7 separate regions of the Mus musculus genome follow, and all the other regions are linked to region 1. A link is a contact called in public ChIA-PET, HiChIP or PLAC-seq and promoter capture Hi-C data. All regions are on one chromosome and are shown on one strand. The core of a region is the stretch at or near the end of the contact, and the rest is flanking DNA. Distances in the headings are between cores, read along the strand shown. Region 1 holds the start of Kctd5 (potassium channel tetramerisation domain containing 5). Region 2 holds the start of Caskin1 (CASK interacting protein 1). Region 3 holds the start of E4f1 (E4F transcription factor 1). Region 4 holds the start of Eci1 (enoyl-Coenzyme A delta isomerase 1). Region 5 holds the start of 1520401A03Rik (elastin). Region 6 holds the start of Flywch1 (FLYWCH-type zinc finger 1). Region 7 holds the start of Srrm2 (serine/arginine repetitive matrix 2).

What was found. Promoter capture Hi-C pulls out the DNA fragments that hold promoters and counts their contacts. ChIA-PET counts read pairs in DNA pulled down with a chosen protein or histone mark. HiChIP or PLAC-seq counts read pairs in DNA pulled down with a chosen protein or histone mark.
Region 2: a FOXA1 HiChIP or PLAC-seq map of pancreatic cancer cells shows a contact between it and region 1. The contact joins the promoter of Caskin1 here to the promoter of Kctd5 in region 1. A contact is called at or near these places in 4 of 39 promoter capture datasets (cranial neural crest, fetal liver, maxillary cranial neural crest and 1 more), 2 of 115 datasets of contacts at active chromatin or transcription factors (microglia and pancreatic cancer cells) and 1 of 9 other capture datasets (adipose tissue).
Region 3: a contact with region 1 is called in an H3K27ac HiChIP or PLAC-seq map of extraembryonic endoderm stem cells, with 11 times the contacts expected there. The contact joins the promoter of E4f1 here to the promoter of Kctd5 in region 1. A contact is called at or near these places in 7 of 39 promoter capture datasets (the HPC-7 cell line, cranial neural crest, embryonic stem cells and 4 more), 2 of 115 datasets of contacts at active chromatin or transcription factors (extraembryonic endoderm stem cells and memory CD8 T cells) and 1 of 9 other capture datasets (liver).
Region 4: a contact with region 1 is called in a promoter capture Hi-C map of the HPC-7 cell line. The contact joins the promoter of Eci1 here to the promoter of Kctd5 in region 1. A contact is called at or near these places in 14 of 39 promoter capture datasets (the 3T3-L1 cell line, the C10 cell line, the HPC-7 cell line and 10 more), 2 of 484 Hi-C or Micro-C datasets (CD4 T cells and nephron progenitors), 16 of 115 datasets of contacts at active chromatin or transcription factors (the 230-238 cell line, the NIH/3T3 cell line, bone marrow-derived macrophages and 8 more) and 3 of 9 other capture datasets (adipose tissue, liver and pancreatic islet).
Region 5: a FOXA1 HiChIP or PLAC-seq map of pancreatic cancer cells shows a contact between it and region 1. The contact joins the promoter of 1520401A03Rik here to the promoter of Kctd5 in region 1. A contact is called at or near these places in 4 of 39 promoter capture datasets (the C10 cell line, cranial neural crest, embryonic stem cells and 1 more), 2 of 115 datasets of contacts at active chromatin or transcription factors (memory CD8 T cells and pancreatic cancer cells) and 1 of 9 other capture datasets (liver).
Region 6: a contact with region 1 is called in a promoter capture Hi-C map of the HPC-7 cell line. The contact joins the promoter of Flywch1 here to the promoter of Kctd5 in region 1. A contact is called at or near these places in 6 of 39 promoter capture datasets (the C10 cell line, the HPC-7 cell line, cranial neural crest and 3 more), 5 of 115 datasets of contacts at active chromatin or transcription factors (the 230-238 cell line, bone marrow-derived macrophages, embryonic stem cells and 2 more) and 2 of 9 other capture datasets (liver and pancreatic islet).
Region 7: an RNA polymerase II ChIA-PET map of memory CD8 T cells shows a contact between it and region 1, with 82 read pairs. The contact joins the promoter of Srrm2 here to the promoter of Kctd5 in region 1. A contact is called at or near these places in 7 of 39 promoter capture datasets (the C10 cell line, the HPC-7 cell line, cranial neural crest and 4 more), 3 of 115 datasets of contacts at active chromatin or transcription factors (effector CD8 T cells, embryonic stem cells and memory CD8 T cells) and 1 of 9 other capture datasets (pancreatic islet).

The regions. Positions count from the first base shown.
Region 1 is chr17:24,072,114-24,074,794 of GRCm38.p6, reverse strand. It overlaps Kctd5 (potassium channel tetramerisation domain containing 5), which reads left to right and starts at 1,310. Exons shown (of 6, transcript NM_027008.2): 1 at 1,310-1,618. The coding sequence starts at 1,367. It overlaps Pdpk1 (3-phosphoinositide dependent protein kinase 1), which reads left to right. Exons shown (of 14, transcript NM_011062.4): 14 at 1-1,115.
Region 2 is chr17:24,487,465-24,490,145 of GRCm38.p6, reverse strand. It overlaps Caskin1 (CASK interacting protein 1), which reads right to left and starts at 1,363. Exons shown (of 20, transcript NM_027937.2): 1 at 1,083-1,363. The coding sequence starts at 1,176.
Region 3 is chr17:24,454,051-24,456,731 of GRCm38.p6, reverse strand. E4f1 (E4F transcription factor 1) reads left to right here and starts at 1,340. Exons shown (of 14, transcript NM_001301784.1): 1 at 1,340-1,597. The coding sequence starts at 1,444.
Region 4 is chr17:24,425,299-24,427,979 of GRCm38.p6, reverse strand. Eci1 (enoyl-Coenzyme A delta isomerase 1) reads right to left here and starts at 1,297. Exons shown (of 7, transcript NM_010023.4): 1 at 1,238-1,297; 2 at 1,041-1,127. The coding sequence starts at 1,277. Rnps1 (RNA binding protein with serine rich domain 1) reads right to left here. Exons shown (of 9, transcript NM_009070.2): 9 at 2,082-2,681.
Region 5 is chr17:23,725,110-23,727,790 of GRCm38.p6, reverse strand. 1520401A03Rik (elastin) reads left to right here and starts at 1,340. Exons shown (of 41, transcript XM_017317755.2): 1 at 1,340-1,652. It overlaps Pkmyt1 (protein kinase, membrane associated tyrosine/threonine 1), which reads right to left and starts at 1,455. Exons shown (of 8, transcript NM_023058.3): 1 at 1,150-1,455.
Region 6 is chr17:23,770,280-23,772,960 of GRCm38.p6, reverse strand. It overlaps Flywch1 (FLYWCH-type zinc finger 1), which reads left to right and starts at 1,359. Exons shown (of 8, transcript NM_001357994.1): 1 at 1,359-1,546.
Region 7 is chr17:23,801,871-23,804,551 of GRCm38.p6, reverse strand. Srrm2 (serine/arginine repetitive matrix 2) reads right to left here and starts at 1,327. Exons shown (of 15, transcript NM_001368687.1): 1 at 1,154-1,327. It overlaps Gm52285 (a long non-coding RNA gene), which reads left to right and starts at 780. Exons shown (of 2, transcript XR_003952234.1): 1 at 780-862.

The DNA.
Region 1 (2,681 bases), core at 61-2,560:
CTTCTCCCCATTGTTCTATAGACCTGGGGTGTTCATCTGAGACTTGGGAGGCCACAGCAACTCTGAATATGGTGAAGATACTCCTATACACGTTTCTATTTGTTTTAATGCAAAACCCAACATAAACTGGTGCTGATGCCAGTGGGTGTAGCACCTCGTGGGTAGAAGGTAAGACAAGGGCCCTGACATTGAACAGGGCTGGAACCACTCTCAGAACCTCTGAAGATACCTAGCTTCTGGCCTAACACTTCAGGGTTATAAGTCAGAATGTGGAAAAATGGCCTGCAATGTGAGGGAAGCTGTTTCTGTCAAAAGCACTTTTGCAGCAGTAAGCAAATGAATTAACCAATATGAATACCTGAAAATTCCCTGTAACTCATTTCTTCCATATGAAGAATCCAAACTGAACAAAAGTTTTTACAAATAGCAAAATTTTCCCTCCCCATGTAGTCCACCCTAGTTTAATCATCTGGGTTAATGACTACAAGTAGGTCATTGTGCAGGTTAAAGCCACGACCATAGTGTGATTGGACATGTGCAAATTAAAAACTGTTACAGTATTTAGAGCTGCTGCGGCTGGTCCATTAGCCACGTACAGTAGGATGAATTGCTGTCATTCAGGTTGGTGGCAGTCAGTTAGAACATGTGTAATATTCTCTACCTGTTCTGTAGCTGTAACTGTGATGTACAGGCAAAGGAAAAATTAAAAATACTTATGAAAACAGATAATGCAATGATACTGGGATATACACTTTTGTATTTTTATTCTTATATAAGGTTATTTGCTGGCTATTGTCGGCCTCTAGTTCAGTCTGTGTTATTTAAATTCTAATATATGAATTATTTGGATTGAATTCATGTTTGGGGCCACGTTGTTGTATGTATTGATGTACAGCCTTGAGTGTGAATAATTATTGTAAACTATATTTTACAACTTTTTTCCTGGCTTTATTATATAAATTTTCTATTTGGTCATGGTTTAATCATATAATTTAATGAAACAACTTTTCTTTTTTTTGTTTTTTTCAAATATCTGTGCTTTAGATGTAATTACCGGATGATGGATTTCCCTCGTATGCTCGGTAGTCTTGTAATAAAAGCATGTAGAGTGTACACTTTGTTTGCCATGGAGCCTCTTTGAGTAGGGGCGGAGCTTGAGCCGAGGATGCTCGTGAGAACCCGAGACTTGCTCCGGCCGGAAGTGGTAATCTCCGGCCTGCTTTTCGAGCCGGAACTTCCGCCTTGCACATGAGCCCTGGGCGGGCACTTTATTGGGGCGTACCTATGGGCGGGACAACTCAGGGGGGCTGTATTAAAGAACGGACGCTTCCGGCGAAGGGCCGCTGTGGCGGGGCTTGTTAGGATCATGGCGGAGAATCACTGCGAGCTGCTGCCGCCGGCTCCGAGCGGCCTCGGGGCGGGGCTGGGGGGCGGCCTGTGCCGCCGCTGCAGCGCTGGGATGGGCGCCCTGGCTCAGCGCCCCGGTGGCGTGTCCAAGTGGGTCCGGCTCAACGTCGGCGGCACCTACTTCCTCACCACCCGGCAGACGCTGTGCCGGGACCCGAAGTCTTTCCTGTACCGCTTGTGCCAGGCGGACCCCGACCTAGATTCGGACAAGGTGAGGGCCTCGCGGGTCAGCAGGGGTCTGGCCGCCCTAGTCGCCACTCGCGACACACACCTCTTCACAATGAGGGCGCCCGGCGGAGCGGGCCGGAGGGAGGATGGCACTCTGGTACCCACCTGCCTCGGCCCTTTGGTTTAACAGTGCCTCTTTCTTCTTTCATGCTCTTCGGTCGAGAAGGACCCAAGCTTTGCTGTGGCCCTACTTTCTTCTCCCCAGATTCTTTTGCCCAGGGTGTGTGACCACCACCGCCCAACTATTTGCTGGCTTTGGAACCTGAGAACCCTTTGCATTCATCTGGTCTTTTCACATTCCAGACGTCTAAATTAACGTAGGCCATGGGGGTTGACACAGTGACTACCCTTTTTCCAGTGATTTGCAGAGTTTGTGCTTTATCCTTCTCATTCATAAGGACAGGCACGGCATCTCTTAGAAGGTACCACCTGAGTAGAAATGTTCAAAGGTGTCAGTTTAATTCTAATAAATGAATTATTTGTATTGAATTCATGTTCGGGGCCAGGTGTCAAAAAATCTTAGGGTTGTGAAAGAGACCAGGTAGAGAATCTTTTTCCATCTCCTTTTCAGACTTCATTTCCCCACCGCCTTTGAAAAGGGTAGGGATTTCCAGCTTAGTTTGTGGTTTGTCTATCTTTAATTTAATTAAACGCTAATACTGTTAATACCTGTGGTAATAGAAAGTATTTCAATTATTATCATTACAAAAGTTGTGTGTCGTACTGCATACTGAAAAATTAGTATTGTGCAGGATTGAAACTTAGGAACAAATCGTTCACTCCCCTTTCCCCCTAGGCAGTTTATTAGCCTTGTACTAACTGAGTTTTCTGGTTCAGCCTACATGATGGTGCTTGATTTTGTGCCTTGCCAGCCTGAAAGTGACTACTCAGGAGGTTTTCCAGAAAGATCGAGCCCATTGCACTTTAAACGGCCTAACAGAGCACCTTCTCAGTGAGGGAGGCCTGGCATTATGACCAGGAAATGAACTCTTGAGTTACTGCAAAATAATCAAGAAGTTAGAGTTTGAGATACTACTATGGTAGTT
Region 2 (2,681 bases), core at 114-2,613, 420 kb before region 1:
AAGCCAGCTCTAGTAAGTGGAGCTTCCCAGGCTGCCTGTGTGCCCTGGAGGCACCAGTGTCCTTCCTCCAAAAGCAAAGTGGACAGGAGCCACTCCAGACGGTCCCGTGTCTCAGCAGCCCCCTGGAGAAATGGGGCCCCCTCCCCGCAGCTTACGATGGTGGGTTGGAAGTGAAAGCACCCAGGTCCCATGTGTTGACCTGCAGTGCCTGCACAGGTGCCCTGACACACTGACACGGTCATACATACACAGCTGCGCACTTGGCTAGTCCACACGCCCATCAATCCATCTCCAGAGGCCCCTAGGGAGGCTCTAGGATGAGCAGGGTTGAGAGCCAGAATCAAAGCTCCAAGCTCCGAGGCCTTCCCTGGACCCCCAGGGCACAAGCTAGGAATGGTGTGGGAGATCCATTACAGATCCTTGGCCCCCTTTTCCAGCAGAAAAAGCCAGGGACGACCAAGGTCTGCAGAAGCCTGCAAGAGCCTACAGTCCTTATCCCCCAGGCTGTCCCTGTCTGAAGCCCAGCCTGCCCCAGGGCTGGGCGACCTTGGGCGCCTGTGTTTCACTCCCTCATCAGTAAATGGCCCCCACTGGCCATGCCTGGGCAGCCACACCCCCAGCGTGGTCCCCCACCCCACCCCTTTCCCTGCAAAGCGTGTTATTAAACATAGGGTGGGGAAGGGGTCTGACAGAGATTGCTAGCCTCTGGTCGCCCCTCACTGCAAGGGCCCCTCCCTCTCTCTACAATGTCTCTTGGGGGGTGGGGGGAATCCGCCTCGCCCTTAAAAGCACAAGTAGAAATCATCAGCCTGCAGCCTGGAAAGGGAGGAGATCCGAGGGAGGATGTGATCGCCAGCGGCCTCAGGGACGGTGGGTGCCGCAGGTGCCCGCAGGGGGCTGGGCGGACAGTTCTGCGCTCGTTGCCGCCCCTCCTCCAGAGCTAGGGCGAGAAGGGGGGCGCGGACCAAGGGTCTGAGCGCTCCTGGCCCCGCCCCACCCCGGGAGACCCACAGCATCCCTTCCTCGCCCTGCACCCCGGCGGGGTGGGCCCCGCCCGCGCCCCGCGCGCCCCCCGCACTCACTGGCCTTCCCCGGCCGCGGCCTCTGCAGCAGCCTCTGCGCGGTCCCCACGTCCTCCGCCTTCACTGCCTGCACCAGCTCCTGCTCCTTCCCCATGGCGCCGCCGGGCCCGCAGCGACGCGGCGCTTGGTGCTCTCGGCGGCTCAGACGCAGCAGCGGCTCCGCGTCTGCGATCGCATCCTTTCCAGCCCGCGCTCCCTGCGCCGCCCGCCGCCCAGCGCCCTCCGTGGGTTCGGGCTCGGGCTCGGACTCGGGCTCGGGCTGGGGTTTCGGGCTCGAACTGGGGCTGGGGCTCCGACGCGGAGGGACGGATAGCGCGTCACGGGCGGGGGGCGGCCCAGGGGCGGGAGCCGGCGGCGGCGGCCGGCACCCGGTGGCGCGCCGCGTCTGAGCCGCCTCCCGGACGCCTGGGTCCGCTCCCGCGGCCGCTGACCTCCGTCAGCCCGCGCCGGCCGCGCGCCTGGCTCCGAGGCTCCGCCCCCGCGCCCGACGCCCCCTCCCCACGTTTGGGTGCGCGGGTCAGGCTAGGCCTCTGCGGACAGCGGGGAACCGAAGACGACAGCCAGGGACAGAGGACGGTGCGCAGGGGGGCTGGCCACCGAGCACCGGCACGGCGGCGACGCAAGCCTAAACCTAGGAGAGGTTTCTCGAGGCTGCGGGACCTGAGGGGGAGGGACTCGGAGGCAGTGGGCGGGCGGGAAGCCGGGCACAAGTGCCACCGGTGCCGGCCCTCCAGAGGCTGTCAGACATTTCTGGCCCGTGATTCCTGTGGGAGGTGTTGAGAGATTGCGAAGAGGAATCTCCCAATAATGAATTCGGTGTCAGGGAACCCGTACCCCTCCTCCCCCCAACTACACCTTCTTCCCAGGCAGCCTCTGGCTTCCCTCCACAACAATGCAGGATGACTGTTCTCCTTCGAGGACAGCCTGGAAGGGAGCTTGGCTTTGACACTCTCATCATCTACTTGGATATAACTGTCTATATCCACCAAGAAGTATCTTAACCTCCTGTCCTCAGCACCAATGAAGGCCCAGCCTCGTCCAGAACCATTCTAGTCTAGCCCAACCTAAGCAATCTCCTAGCACGGGTTCCCAGTCTGCATCTCTGCTTGACCAACACCTCACCTTTCTCCTGCCTGCCTGAAGGCTTGGGCTGCGCCAGGCCTCCTCTGTTGCCTGCAGCATTATGAACACACAGCAGCTGAGATCCTTGTCTTGAGTGAGGTTCTGCTCCCTCGGCTTCCTTATTACAAGCAGGAGCAGAGAGCATCACCCAACCCAACATTACAGTGGAGAGAATTCGGTGAGGGTTCACATATGCACAACCAATGTATTATCATGGAATTCTGATCATGATAAAGTCATGAGGCTCGAGGAATGAGCCTAGGTCTTCTGATATGTGGTAGGCTCTCAGAAGAGGTCTCTAAATGTAAAAATCCTTCCATTGGACCATTAGAGTGACTGATTCCTAGTTAGTCCCAGGGTCCGGTGTTGTGCTGGCCATTTGGGATAAAGCTGAGCTTACCGTCTCCATTTTACAGATTGGAAAACAACAGCCAAGGACTAGAAAATGCTTTGCATTCCTGTGTAGGTGCTACAGGC
Region 3 (2,681 bases), core at 91-2,590, 380 kb before region 1:
GCCACAGGGAGCTACAAAGCCAGACCCTGTCTCAAATCGACCAATGAACCAATCAGTTAACCAATTTTGGTGATAAGCGCTCAACTCAGTCGGTGTACTAAATGTCACAAATGGTCACTTTTATGTATACTTTTCAATACTTTTCATATACCGAATAAAAGTCTTGGGGCTGGCTCGCTGGCTCAGTGGGTAAGAGCACTGACTGTTCTGAAGGTCCTGAGTTCAAATCCCAGCAACCACATGGTGGCTCACAACCACCTGTAATGAGATCTGACGCCCTCTTTTGTTGTGTCTGAAGACAGCTACAGTGTACTTATAATAAATAATCTTTGGGCCAGAGTGAGTACAGACTGAATGAGCGAGGTTGACTAGAGCAAGCAGAGGTCCTAAATTCAATATCCAACAACCACATGAAGGCTCACAACCATCTGTACAGCTACAGTGTACTCCTATACATAAAATAAATCTTTACAAAAAAAGTCTTTGGAAAGGAGCACTCGAACTATCTCCAAATGGAGTTCTTTCTCATGCCCAGGAAATTCTGACATTGCAACCCAGGTCTGAGTCCAGGATTCTATATTGGGTAGCAACCCTAAAGAGTTCAGATTCTCTGGGCGGCTAAGAACACATTGGCTGTGTATCTAGGTTCATTTCCCAACACCTACATGTAACTTCATCTGTAATTCCAGTTCCAGGTCAGACACCCTCTTCTGGGCCCCACGGGCGCTAGGCATGCACGTGGTGCACAGACATGTATGCAGACAAACCATACTACATTAAAAAAACAAAACAAAAAAGTGAGAGAAGGGGTTGGAGAGATGGCTCAGCGGTTAAGAACACTGACTGCTCTTTTGAAGGTCCTGAGTTCAAATTCCAGCAACCACATGGTGGCTCACAACCACCTGTAAAGAGATCTGACGCCCTCTTCTGATGCGTCTGAAGATAGCTACAGTGTACTTAATGAATAAATCTTTAGGCCTGAGCGAGCAGGGACTGAGCAAGTGGAGTTGACCTGAGCAAGTGGGGCAACCAGAGCAACCGGAGCAAGCAGAGGTCCTAAAAATTCAATTCCCAACAACCATATGAAGGCTCACAACCAGCTGTACATGTACTCATATACATAAAGTAAATAAATCTTTTTTTAAAAAAGTGAGAGAAAGGGAGAGTTCTTACTCCACGGATAGTTCACTTTGGACCAAGTCCTGCCAATTTAACACAAGCCACGCCCACTTCCGCCCTGATGTCTGGCGCTGATGGCTCTCAAAGAGCCAAGCTCCACCTCTACTGACGCGCTAGACCGCAACCCATAGCCCCGCCTTTTTGCCTGTCCGTCAAATTCGTTTTTGTCCCGCCCCCTGCCTGTCGGACACGCAGCCCTCGGTGCGGCCCGTTGTTATGACGACATGGTCGTAAATCCGCCATCTTCCTGTGGCGCGTTGCGACATGGAGGGCGCGATGGCAGTGCGGGTGACGGCCGCTCATACGGCAGAAGCCCGGGCCGAAGCCGGGCGTGAAGCGGGCGAGGGCGGGGTTGCGGCGGCGGCGGCCTTGTCCTCCGGCGGCTTCCTTGGGCTCCCAGCGCCCTTCAGCGAGGAAGGTAACGAGCCTACCGAAGCCTGGTGCGGCCGGGGTGCGGGCGGCTCTGTCCGGGCTGCGGTGTACGGTCTCGCCCGGATCCTGGCTACTCGAGTGTCTGTAAACCTTCACAACTCTCACAGGTTTCCCTTCGGACTGCCTCTAACCCGTTGGGCCAGATGCAGAGGCTCACAGGGAGCCCATTTCTCCAGCCCCTTGGGGTCGATCTGGCCAAACAAACATCGCTCGCTCCTCTTCAGCGCCCATCAGCCCTAGCTTCTGCTTCTCCTCTGCCACTCGGGCCTTAGTTCGGGCGGAGCTGGAGACTGGAGGCGGGGCCGCTCTGTCAGACAGGGATTAGGGACCTGACCTGGGGAGGCGGCACCGCCCCACTGAGGACCTGGGCCTTCCCTACGGGGTGGAGCAACGCTTCCAAGAATGTGCGGAACACCCCCCGCTCAATCCGACTTGTACCATTACTTAAACCAAGCTCGAAAGGCGAACTATCATTACTACTATTCACTTCAGAGATGGAGATAATTGAGGTTCAAGGTCGTCCATCTGGTTCCTGTCAAGGATCAGATTGGAGCCGGGGCTGTAACTCCTCTCTTAAACCCTTTAATTTTTCCTAGGAGTATGGCAAAGAGTTAAAATCGTGTCTGTATGCCGAGGGCTGTGTTGGCACCAAGGATTACGTCTCTAGGTGCTGATATTTTTTAGAGGTGGTTTGGGTATCTCCTGTGCATTAGTTCCACGGAGCTGTAGATTTGATCAGACAGGAAGTGGTTTGACAAGTATTACTGGTATATTGCTGCTCTTTGTCATGAAAGAACTCAGTCCCACTGTAATTTTTTTTTCCCTTATTTCAGCTTGGAGAGAGTCAGTTACCGTCTCAGGGAACTCTTTGGAGTTTCTAGGTTTTTTGTTTGTTTGTTTGTTTGTTTGTTTGTTTGAGACAGTGTTTGTATAGTTCTGGCTGTCCTGGAACTCACTCTGTAGACCAGGTTGGCCTCGAACTCAAAAATCTGCTTGCCTCTGCTTCCCAAGTGCTGGGATTAAAGGCATGAGCCACCACTATCCAGCTGAGTTCCTGGTTTTTGTTTTTG
Region 4 (2,681 bases), core at 48-2,547, 350 kb before region 1:
TTTCACTAGAGATACATAAGTTACGTACTTATTACTTAAAATTATATATAAAATATATAGGTAAATATATACATGTAAAAATATATGCCACTACCTTATTACTCTAAATTGTGATGACATCTACATGATAGTCTAAACATCTTGTCACCTTTAAGTGTATAATCCACTGACTTTGCCATGGTATAGTTTTTACTGCTACCTATTGTAGTATTTTTATTTATTTCCTTTTGTGGTACTGGGATTGAAGCCTGCAGGTCTGGCACTATTAAGGCACTTCTTTCTCTCTCCAGTGCACTCATATTCTATCACTCTGGGGGGGGGGGAATCCAGACTTTGCAGACTTTGACCTCCATGTCTAGGTTGAATGCTCCCTCCCCCTATAGACTGTGATCCTAAGCTCTAGCCCTAGCTCTGTCCTCCCCTCCCAGGTTTTTCTTCCATAAGTGCATTGTCACTGTCCTGGAAAATTACAATCTCCCCCTCTCCCCGCATCGTCACTTTAAAAAACAAAACAGCACAGGAAAAGCAGGCTCCAGCCGTAGCCCAGGTTGGCCTCAACTTCACCATCCTCCTGCCTCTGCTTGTGAGGGGAGGTGCTTCCTTCTGTTGTGGGCAGGGAGCGACCCAACATTAACTAGGAAAATGTTGCTGTGCCACATTCCAGTATTAGGAAAATATTCAAAAACGCTCCCAATCATTTTTGTGAGATTTTTGAGACACTGTCTCACGTGGCTCAGACTGGCTTCAGCTGAGTTTACAAGCATGAGCCACCGCCGCAAGCTATAATCATTCTTAACTAATAGTTTAAGTAACAGACCATAACTTTAGGAACTTTAACCAAAGCTTTAAAAACTCACCCATTCTGTCATTTAAACCGCCCGGTATGAACTTAGGTTTTAATCAGAATCTGAGTTTATGTGAGCTTATGCTCACTCCCTGCTTTTGGGAATTCCAAGAGCTCATCGTCAGCCCGACCTCACAGACCGTGTGGGCTCGGAGCCCGAGGACATGAACGAGATGTGGCCCTCCCTCCCTCTCACCTGCCGGGCCCTCCGTCTCCACCAGCACCCGCTTGTTAGCGAAGCGCCGCGCGCCGTCCACCGCTTCCCTGCGCCCGAGGCGGGATCCTGCAGACAGCCCGGAGCACGTTAGCAAGCACGCCCAGACTCTCGCCACCGCCGCCCGCGCACCCAGCCCTGTGAGGCCCTGCACCAGCGCTCTCGCCCGGGCCACGCACCCGCGTGCAGCAGAAGGCGACGCGCAGCAGCCAGCGCCATCTTGGATATCAGTGGGGACTACAGAGCCAGCGGCTTCGCTTCCAGCCCGGCCTTGCAGACTCCTCCTCTCCGGCCGGCCCCGCCCCACAAGGCCAAGGTTAGCCAGTCCGCAGCGTCCAGAGGACTGGGTTTCCCCTGTGCCAGTTAGGGCAGGGTGTGTGTCCAAGAGTGCTTTCATTCTGCTGGGGCGAGCTGCCAGAGCTCAGAGGCACTTGCAGAGCTGGGATTAGGACCATAAATCAAGGCTGGCACCGTAGTGAAAAACAGACGGCCTTGCCAGCACAGGGGTGACTGGGAGGCTTTACCTAGGCTATTTGCCCCAAATAGTGCATTTTTATTTGACTCAATACTCAAGGGGCACAAACACAAGAAGTCTTCCTTTTATTCTTTTTTTTTTTTTTTTTTTGGTTTTTTGAGACAGGGTTTCTGTGTAGTCCTGGCTGTCCTGGAACTCACTCTGTAGAGCAGGCTGATCTTGAACTCAGAAATCTGCCTGCCTCTGCCTCCCAAGTGCTGGGATCAAAGGCGTGCGCCACCACGCCGGGCTGAAGTCTTCCTTCTTGGTTAAGACTTTTCTTCTGTGGTGCACCAGTATGAGACAGAAGAGAGAACTGTCCCTCCCAGTTTTCCTGCGGCGGCAGCATCTCAGGCAGAGTCAGCTTCTGAGCCCCAGGCCGTCTCACCACCTGTCCTCCTGGCTTTTAGAAATGCCACTTTGGGGATTAAACTCAAAGTGAGTTCTTAGTTGAGTCATACAAATTATGACTCTTCTGGACTAAGACAGACAGTAAAACCAGCACTCAATTTGCATTCTAATCCTAGGTTTTATTCAACAGTCCTTTCACTCTACACAAGTACAAACACAACCTTATCTAAAATGCTACAAAGTTATAAAACTCAAAACAAATTTTATAGTACTGACTGTACAATAAAAGCAAAAAGGGGCAATGTACACACTGCCAAGGTTAACCTGCAACATCACCATGAATGGCAGGTGACAACGGGGTGGGGTAGGTTTCATGAGGACCCTGTAGAACTGGCTCACAAATTCTAGAAAGTAACAGAGACACGGGGACAGAAAGGTAACCATTTGTGGAGGAATCCTTCAAAGGTTTTAGCCCTCTAAGTTGAAGCGTACTCAGCAGGGCATGGTCGGCCGAACAGAAGAGCAGTGTGGTCCTTTGCACAGGTGTGGCACAGCGGGGGCTAGACCAGGCTGTCTGGTTCTGGGTCATCTGTGGAAATCCGTGTGCTGCCATAGGTTCCAGCTGGCTCTGCTACCAGCCTATCAAGAACTGAAGGGATGAACTTTCTAGCCAGAAAACTACAGGGCACCTCTATGGGAGCAGCCGTGAACCAACAGTAGCTCTACAAGCCAGAACCCTTCTGTAGAGGAGATATCTC
Region 5 (2,681 bases), core at 91-2,590, 350 kb after region 1:
GAGCCACACCTAACCTCTAGTAGTAGCTAGATCAAATTACTACTTAGGTTAAGTACTTAAGAGGCTTGCTGGAAGGCCCTCTTGTTATGGATCTATTTACTTCAAGAATCCCATCCCAGAGGTGGCCTTTAGCTTAGTGATAGAGTACATGCCTGGCACCATCAGCGTCCTGCATTTGATGCCCACCCTAAGAAAAAAAAAAACAAATCCCATCCCAGGTCTTCTGTAAGGATCCACGATCATGCTTGTTAATTAAACCTACAGTCTTGAAGGGGACGTGGGTGGGGGAGGTAAGAGTACTTGCTGCCCTTCCAAAGGACCAGGTTTGATTCCCTGACACACAAGCGTCTGTAACTCCAATTCCAAAGGGATCTGACACCCTTTTCTGACCTATGTGGGCACTAGGCACAAACAGACAAAAATACACATGCATTAAAAAGAGTAAAAACTTTTTTTTTTTAAAGGAAGAAGGAATACAGTCTCCATGCCTAGCACCTGGGAGTCCATCACCTTCTGTTTCAGCCAGAGAGACCATTCCCTCTCAATGCCATTTTCATTTCAACATCACTGGTCATTTACATTCTAATACCTCTGGCCTGGTCAAACAGCTTTTATGGGGTGAGAAGGGTTGGTAGTGGAGTCCCGGCTGAGTACAGAGTGTCCCTGAGCCACTGGGTTTCCAGGGACCTCACCCTCTTACTGAGCTGTACCCATCTGTTGACCACCATCTAGCGTTAGACTGTGAGTTTCTCCCGTGCAGGGCCACTGCTGAATCCGTTCGGTAGGCGAGGGGGAACTCTGACAAACCATTGCGTAAACAGGCTGTCACCCGGGGGTGGAGGGGCTCTTCCCAGAGAGCCGCGGGAGAAAGAGAGGCAGTGCTGGAAAAGGAGCGCCCAATGGGAAGGGACAGGGGACCCGCGGGAGTAGGCGGGGCGTGGGCGACAGCGCTGACCTGGAGTCATCCGAGGGCTAGTCCGGCCCGTGACAGACACGGAGGGGTGGGGCTGCTGCAGGGGGGTGGGGGGGTGACCGGATACTGAGAAGAGGCCGGAGGGCAGTCGCGGGGCGCAGCGCGGCAGGAGCGCGGGCCAGGGCGCCGGCGGAAGAGCGGCGCAACCGGGAGATCTCACCCGGGTGTGGGCTCACCTGGGGAGGCTGGGCGTGGCGCAGCGTGGCGCAGCGTGGCGCAGCAGCGAGGTCCCAGGTTCCGGGTCGGCGGGGGCCGCTGGGGACCTCACAGAGGCCAGGCAGGCCGGGGTCGGGCAGCGGGGCCTCTGGACACCGGGACGAAGCACCCTCCAAGAAGGGGAACCGCCCGTGAACGCGCGCGGAGCCAGCTCGCGCCAAAAATTCCAAACCGGCCTCGAGGCCCCGCCCAGGCTCGCCCGTGGTCCCGCCCCCGCCTGGTGCAGCGGGTCTAGCGCCCGGGGCATTGGCCCCGCCTCGCGTCTTGCGTGCGCACCGAGGTCTCCCCGCCTCCGAAGTTTGCCGGAGCGCTCTCACTGCGCAGACGCAACTCTTCGAGGCCTATTGCGGCGGGAACGATCCTTGGCCCCTCTCTGTCGGTATTTGTCGGCCTTCACACTATGGTCCCCACACCAGCTGCTCTCTATTGGCTGCCTTAATATTCGTGTCCATAAAAGGGGCAGGTAAGGGCCCTGCAGCCAAGTGGCATCTCCTCAAGGAGTTGCCACTGGGGACAGCACAAGCGAATGTCCCACTACTTATAATCTTATGCATATTCAGACACCGGTCTTCATCATCCCAGGATAGCGATTGGTAGCGCCTGTTCTAAGACGGTGGAGTCTCCTTGTAAATAGGCTGTCTGAGGCCGATTCTTACATCCTTTAGCTCAGAACCTTGTGCTCAACTGACTCCTCTCAGTCACTTCCTGGCCTCACAACCTCTGGTACATGATGGGTTGTCACTTTTCTTCTAAACGTGGAGCCGAGGAACCTAGGACAATTTCTTTAAAGAAGGTCTGCACAGAACAAAGTGGGGTGGAGCTTGCTTCATGGAGAAAGGGACCTTTATTGATTTCAACTAGAAGTGAAAAATCATGCTTTATAGCCAATCTCTCTAAAATGCTCCTGCAATCTCTTGGAACAACAGTGGGAAGGAAGGCCAGGCCCTACTTAAGCCTGAGATCAAGAGCTGGGGTACCGCCCACCTCCAAGCCCTTCCCTTTGCTTTAGTGACTTTGAGAGCCAGAACAGTTGTGACTTGGTCTAGTCCTTGTTGAGAACCCTAGACAGGTCCCTCTCCAACTATTTAGAGCTATTTTCTGCCAGCTCCGTTTTCTGGACAGGCCTCCCCTTCTTCCAACCATTTATTCCTCAAAGTCTAATTCATAATGATTAAAACACACTAACACACACACAGTAACAAAAAACAAAACAAAACAAAACAAACAAACAAACAAAAAACTGCACTGGTACATGTCTATACCCCAAGCACAGAGGCGGCTGAGGCAGAAAGGTCACATGAGCCTAGGAATTGGAGGCCAGTGGGTACTATAACAATATTCCTGGGGCTGGAGAGATGGCTCAGTGGTTAAGAGCACTGACTGTTCTTCCAGAGGTCCTGAATTCAATTCCCAGAAACCACATGGTGGCTCACAGCCATCTGTAATGCCTTCTTCTGGTGTGCCTGAAGACAACTACAGTGTACTCACATAC
Region 6 (2,681 bases), core at 110-2,609, 300 kb after region 1:
AAAGTTAAAAGTTTTTTAACTTTTAGATTTCTGAAACCAAAACCAAAACCAAAACCCTTATCTTTCTCTTCTACTTACTTATTCACCTATATTGTTGTTTTTAAAACCCAGGGTCTCATGTAGCTCAGGCTTGCCTTACATTCACTATGTAGCTGATGAAAGACTTGAATTCCTGATTCTCTTGCTTCTGTTTCATTTGTGCCACACACATTCAGCTCCTGGATTCTTATTTAAATATGCGATCTGTTATTGTCACTATTTCAAATCTCAGATAGTCCTGGATTGGGAGAGGGGGGTATCTAAGGGTTTCAACGTGCTGCATAAGAATGTTCTTTGGAGGGCTGGCGAGATGGCTCAGTGGTTAAGAGTGCCGACTGCTCTTCCGAAGGTCCAGAGTTCAAATCCCAGCAACCACATGGTGGCTCACAACTATCCGTAACGAAATCTGATGCCCTCTTCTGGAGTGTCTGAAGACAGCTACAGTGTACTTACATATAATAAATAAATAAATCTTAAAAAAAAAAAAGAATGTTCTTTGGAACTGGCTCAGTTATGAAGACCATTGGGCTGCTTCCAAAGGACCCAGCCTTGATATCCAGCACCCACATGGTGGTTCATAACTCTGGGCAACTCCAGGAGATCCTATGCCCTCTTTTGGCCTCCACAGGCACCAGAAATGCACATGGTGTACAGATACACATGCAGACAGAACATCCAAATACATTTTAAAAATACACTTAAAATATGTCAGAGTTATGTTTTTTAAAAAATAAAAAAGAAAGGAAGGAAGGAAGAAAACTGGGTGGCAGTGGCGCATGCCTTTGATCCCAGTACTCACCGTGCTAGGGTGGCAGAGGCAGGCTGATCTCTGAGTTTGAGGCCAGCCTGGTCTATAGAGAGCATTCCAAGACAGCCAGGGCTACGGAGAGAAACCCTGTCTTAAAATAAAAATAAAAATAAAAAATAAAGAAATAAAATACTTAAAATGTAAAAAAGAAAGTTCTGAAGGTCACAGGCCTAAAGACGCACTTAAGCCAAAGCTACAACTTCGTAAGAATGCAGTCAAATCCTATAAAAGTCCTGTTCTCTCTATCAATAGCGCTGTCATCCTTTTAGTGATGACTCCCAGCCTGCATCCTTGCTACAAATTCACCTGTCGCCCCGCCCTCCCGGATGCAGTAGCGGGACCATGGGTTGTCCCGCCTTCTTCCTTGTTAGTAGACCCGCCCCTGATGCTGATTGGCTAGGGTGTCAAGTTGACACTGCGCAGAGAAGACCCGGAGAAGTGGTATCCGCCTCAGGAATGGCTCCGCGCCTCTGCTGCGCATGCTCGCTAGTAGTTTCTAGGCTTCCCAAGCAGGCGTCTCGCGGGGGCGCGCGCGCGGGCACGGGCTCGCTCCCCAGGGGGCAGTTGGCGGCGGGAGCGGGCGGCGGGGTCGTGGTTCCTAGAGCAGCCCCGGCTGCTAGGCCGGCGCCTGCGTTGGCGGACACTCACACGAAGGATCGGGTGGCTCAGCCGCCGGAGAGGCAGGGCCCGCTGCCGTCGGTGAGGACGGGCCCCTGCGGGCGGGAGGGTCGGACCAGCGGAGCGATGCCTGGTCCGGCTATCCTGGGGTCGCGCCCGGTGCTGGGGAGGGGCCCCAGCTCTGTAGCTCGGGCATGGGGTGCTTCTTTGTCGGACATCCACGATGCGCCTCCTTTCTACCTGATCTCTCCATCAACCCACTCGACTCCTGTACCGATCTTAACACCTCTAAATCCGGGACCACACATTCGCCCATCTTCCTTGAACCGTGTCCACCCATTGCATGTCCATCCAGCTCTGTCCTCCGTCGCGGCCCATCCTTGGCGGCCGCAGGTCCCAATGACCTTGCACTTTTTGCCGGTTGTTACCCCTCCTCGTTCAGACTATAGGTTGCCCATTGTGGCTTTCAAACTTTGTGACGCATTCTAGACTGAGAAAGATGTTTTATGTGTATATTCTGTGCCTGAAGATAGATTTCGTGAATCGCAAGTTTAAAGAGAGTCGCTTACCAATCTCACATGACGCAGATCTATTTAGGCTGTGTTCTAATTCATTCCTTTCTGTTCCGTTCCATTCCATTCCAAATGACTGACTTGCTAACCCATTGATTCAAGACCTAGCTTATCTGACAGTTTTAAACCCCCCTTTACTCCTTACTCTACAATCAGATAACCATCCCCAAGAAAGATCTTTTTGTTATGATGTTTTGTTTTTAACTTCTTTGCTTTCCAGGGTCCTTACCATTGCTGGGGCTTGGTTTAGATTTCTGGTATGTTTATCTCATTGTTCTCCCAAGTGCCACTAGTCTGACTTGTGGGAACAAAACAGCATATGAAGTAGAGGAGAGCTGATAATACATGCTCACTTATGCAGATGAAGATGGCTTTGCTGGGGGAGGGATGTGAAGCTGAATTGTTAGGTAAAGGAATCCGTCTAGCCAAGATTCTCATCTAGGAGGATTGCGGAAATCTATCAGTTGGCTTCCCACATCTCATGTGGGTTTTCCTTATCATTCTGAGTGTGTGTTTGTGTGTCTCTGTGCATGCATACACAAGGCTGTTTATCACTCTCTGCCTTATTCCTTTTTGTTTGTTTGTTTCAAGACAGGGTTTTTCTATGTAGCCCTCATCTGTGGGCTTCAGGTGGGCCTCAAATT
Region 7 (2,681 bases), core at 78-2,577, 270 kb after region 1:
AGCAAGGAAGAACGTCATCACCAAGTAATGGCTGACTGAAGCCAGGCTATTAAGTCAAGAATTTTTTCCCCATCGAAAAGCTCTAAAAGGCTTAGCTTTAATATTTGAGGAGACCTTTTTAAAAACAGGGTAGGAGCCGGGTGTGGAGGCAGAGGCAGACGGATTTCTGAGTTCGAGGCCAGCCTGGTCTACAGAGTGAGTTCCAGGACAGCCAGAGAAACCCTGTCTCCGGGGAAAAAAAAAACAAAAAACAAAAACCAGGGTAGGAGCCAGACATGGTGTCTCATGCCTTTGATCCCACAGAGGCAGGCAGATTTCTTGAGTTCAATGCTAGCCTGATCTACACGGTTAGTGCCAGACCAACCAAGACTATTTAGAGGCCCTAGCTCATAAAACCAAACCGTAAAAAAGAAATAAAATAACAGGGTTGAAAGGAGCACATTGGTCTTCCTTATACACGCAGGCTGAATACTTTCGCGGTTTTATTATCCTCACTTTTTAAGACTTGGGGATCCCCCACCCCCACGCACACACTCACAGCCTCTGATACTAACGAGGACGAACGGTTTAAATCCTGGCCTCCGAAAGTTCAAGGCCTCCTCCCGCCGCCCACTGGGCAGCCCAGCTTATTTTCGGCCTCGAGGAGGGGGGAGGGGGCCACGCGGCGCCCCGCGGTCTGGGCGGCTCTGGCCGTTTCTCAGGCCCCTAGCAGGGCCCGTGGACCCACGCCGGAGCCGATCGAGGAGAGGTACCAGCAGGTCCGAAGCTCGGGCGGGGGACAAGTACCTCCGCTGCCGCCCTCTCCCCGCCCCCTAAAAGACCGAAGAGGACGACCGCGGAACGACGGCCTCCTCAGCCCCAGGTAGAGCAAAGGAGAGAAGCAGAGCCTCGCGCAATGCTGTCTCACCGGGGGCGCGCGGACGAGACCAGGCGGCCGCGCGCGCCGCGGCCGTGTGGGGGAGGGGCGGAGGAGTTGAAGGCCGCGCGTCCCAGGAACCGCGGGAGGGGGAGGGGAGGAAGGGAAGGCGACCGCGCCGGCCGAGGCGACGAGCACGCGTGCGCGCGGCGGCCTGGGCCGTTCTCCCCGCGCTCTAGCCTCCGGCCCAGCCCGCCGCCCCTCCCCCACCCGGCTAGCGCGCTCCCTTTCTCTCACCCGCCGCCGCCGCCTCCGGCCGCCGACTGTCAAACAGGGAGGTCCCGCCGCAGCTGCTGCTTAAGTTTTCGTATCCCTCGGAGCCTGAAGCCGCCGCCTCGTCGGTCCGCCCGCCTCAGCCGCCGCCGCCGCCGCCTCCTCGCTTCCTCAGGGGCCGCAGCGGGCTTCGACTGCGCCACTCGCACCCCGCCTGGGCAGCGTTGCGCGTCAGCACGACCTAGTGCGTCAGCACGCAATCATGAGAGCCGCTGGGCCCTCTGGGAACCGTAGTGCGTCGTGCGCAGGCGTTGAAGCCACAAGGAGGACCTTAGGCGAAGGGACGTGCTACTGAAAAGTCGAAAAACCCCGAGTCCCGTCGGGCACTGCGGGGAAAGGCGTGGCTCCGTACCGAAGCTGCAAGGTCGGCTGAAAAAAAACTTCTGTAGGAGGGGGGAGGGGCGCGGGGGCCGCAACCCACAACACCCGGGAGTAGCTCAGACGCACGCCTTCCGCGCACAGAGTTCTGGGAGCTGTAGTTCGGTTTTAGAGAGAAAACGCGTAAGACTCCTCCGCTAGGCAGGGTCGCCATTTTATGTGACCGTGTTGGGTGGCAGTGGCTCAGCAGCTTTACCTAGTCACTGTGACCATGGTTTTCTTTAATGTGTACGAGGCCCCACAGCACCGAGTCTTCTTCGCAGGAAGAGGTGCTTCAGAGTCAAGCCACCTGACAGCTCTGGAGCCACTTGAACCCGGCTTCTGGCCCAGTATCCGGTGCTTTCCACAGTTTCCACCTCTGTAGTCCTATCTGAAGTGGGGCTTGCAGACCACTAAAAAATACTTTCTCTTACCTTTGGGCAAAGAGACTAAGTGATTACTTTTCGCCTATAGAGACTATGCCATGTAAGTGGAGGAATGTGAGAATGCAGTTCCATTTCCTGGCCCTATAGCACGGTTCCGGGAGTTTGTCCCAGTGCCTCTCACTCGGTAGCAAGGGCCCCACCACTGAGGCACTGAAAGATCCTGGCAGAATGTAAAAGGACACAGAAGCCCTGAAATTGGCAAGATAGACGTCAGTGTTAGCAGAACTAGCTTCACTGATTTAGAAAAATAGAGGTGCACAATGCTCTGGCCACTCCTTGAACCTGTGTGTCTGCCAATGTTCTGACCAGGTGTGTGCTCATTGCTGCACCTTCATTAGACTCTCCTTGTACCCCTCCATACCCATTTCTTGAGAATAGACATTGTTTAGATCTGGAAATCCCCTAATCTCCCCCTTCTCCTTTCCCCCCTGAGGGCCTATAAAAACTGGAAACTCTTTCCCCTCGAGGACGACTCCTCTACCCCTGCGTGGGATATGAGTTGTCCCCAGAGCTCTGGCTTTCCCCAAATAAAGCCTCATGTGGTTTGCAACAAGCTCGGTCTGTCATGAGTTCTTGGGTGTCCGATATTGTCCTGAGGCCTGAGCGAGGGGCTCCTCTCGGAGTCTTTCAGCACTCCCTGCTCATCATATTTCTTCGTCTTCCTTTTCATCTTCGTCTTCCCCTCCTCC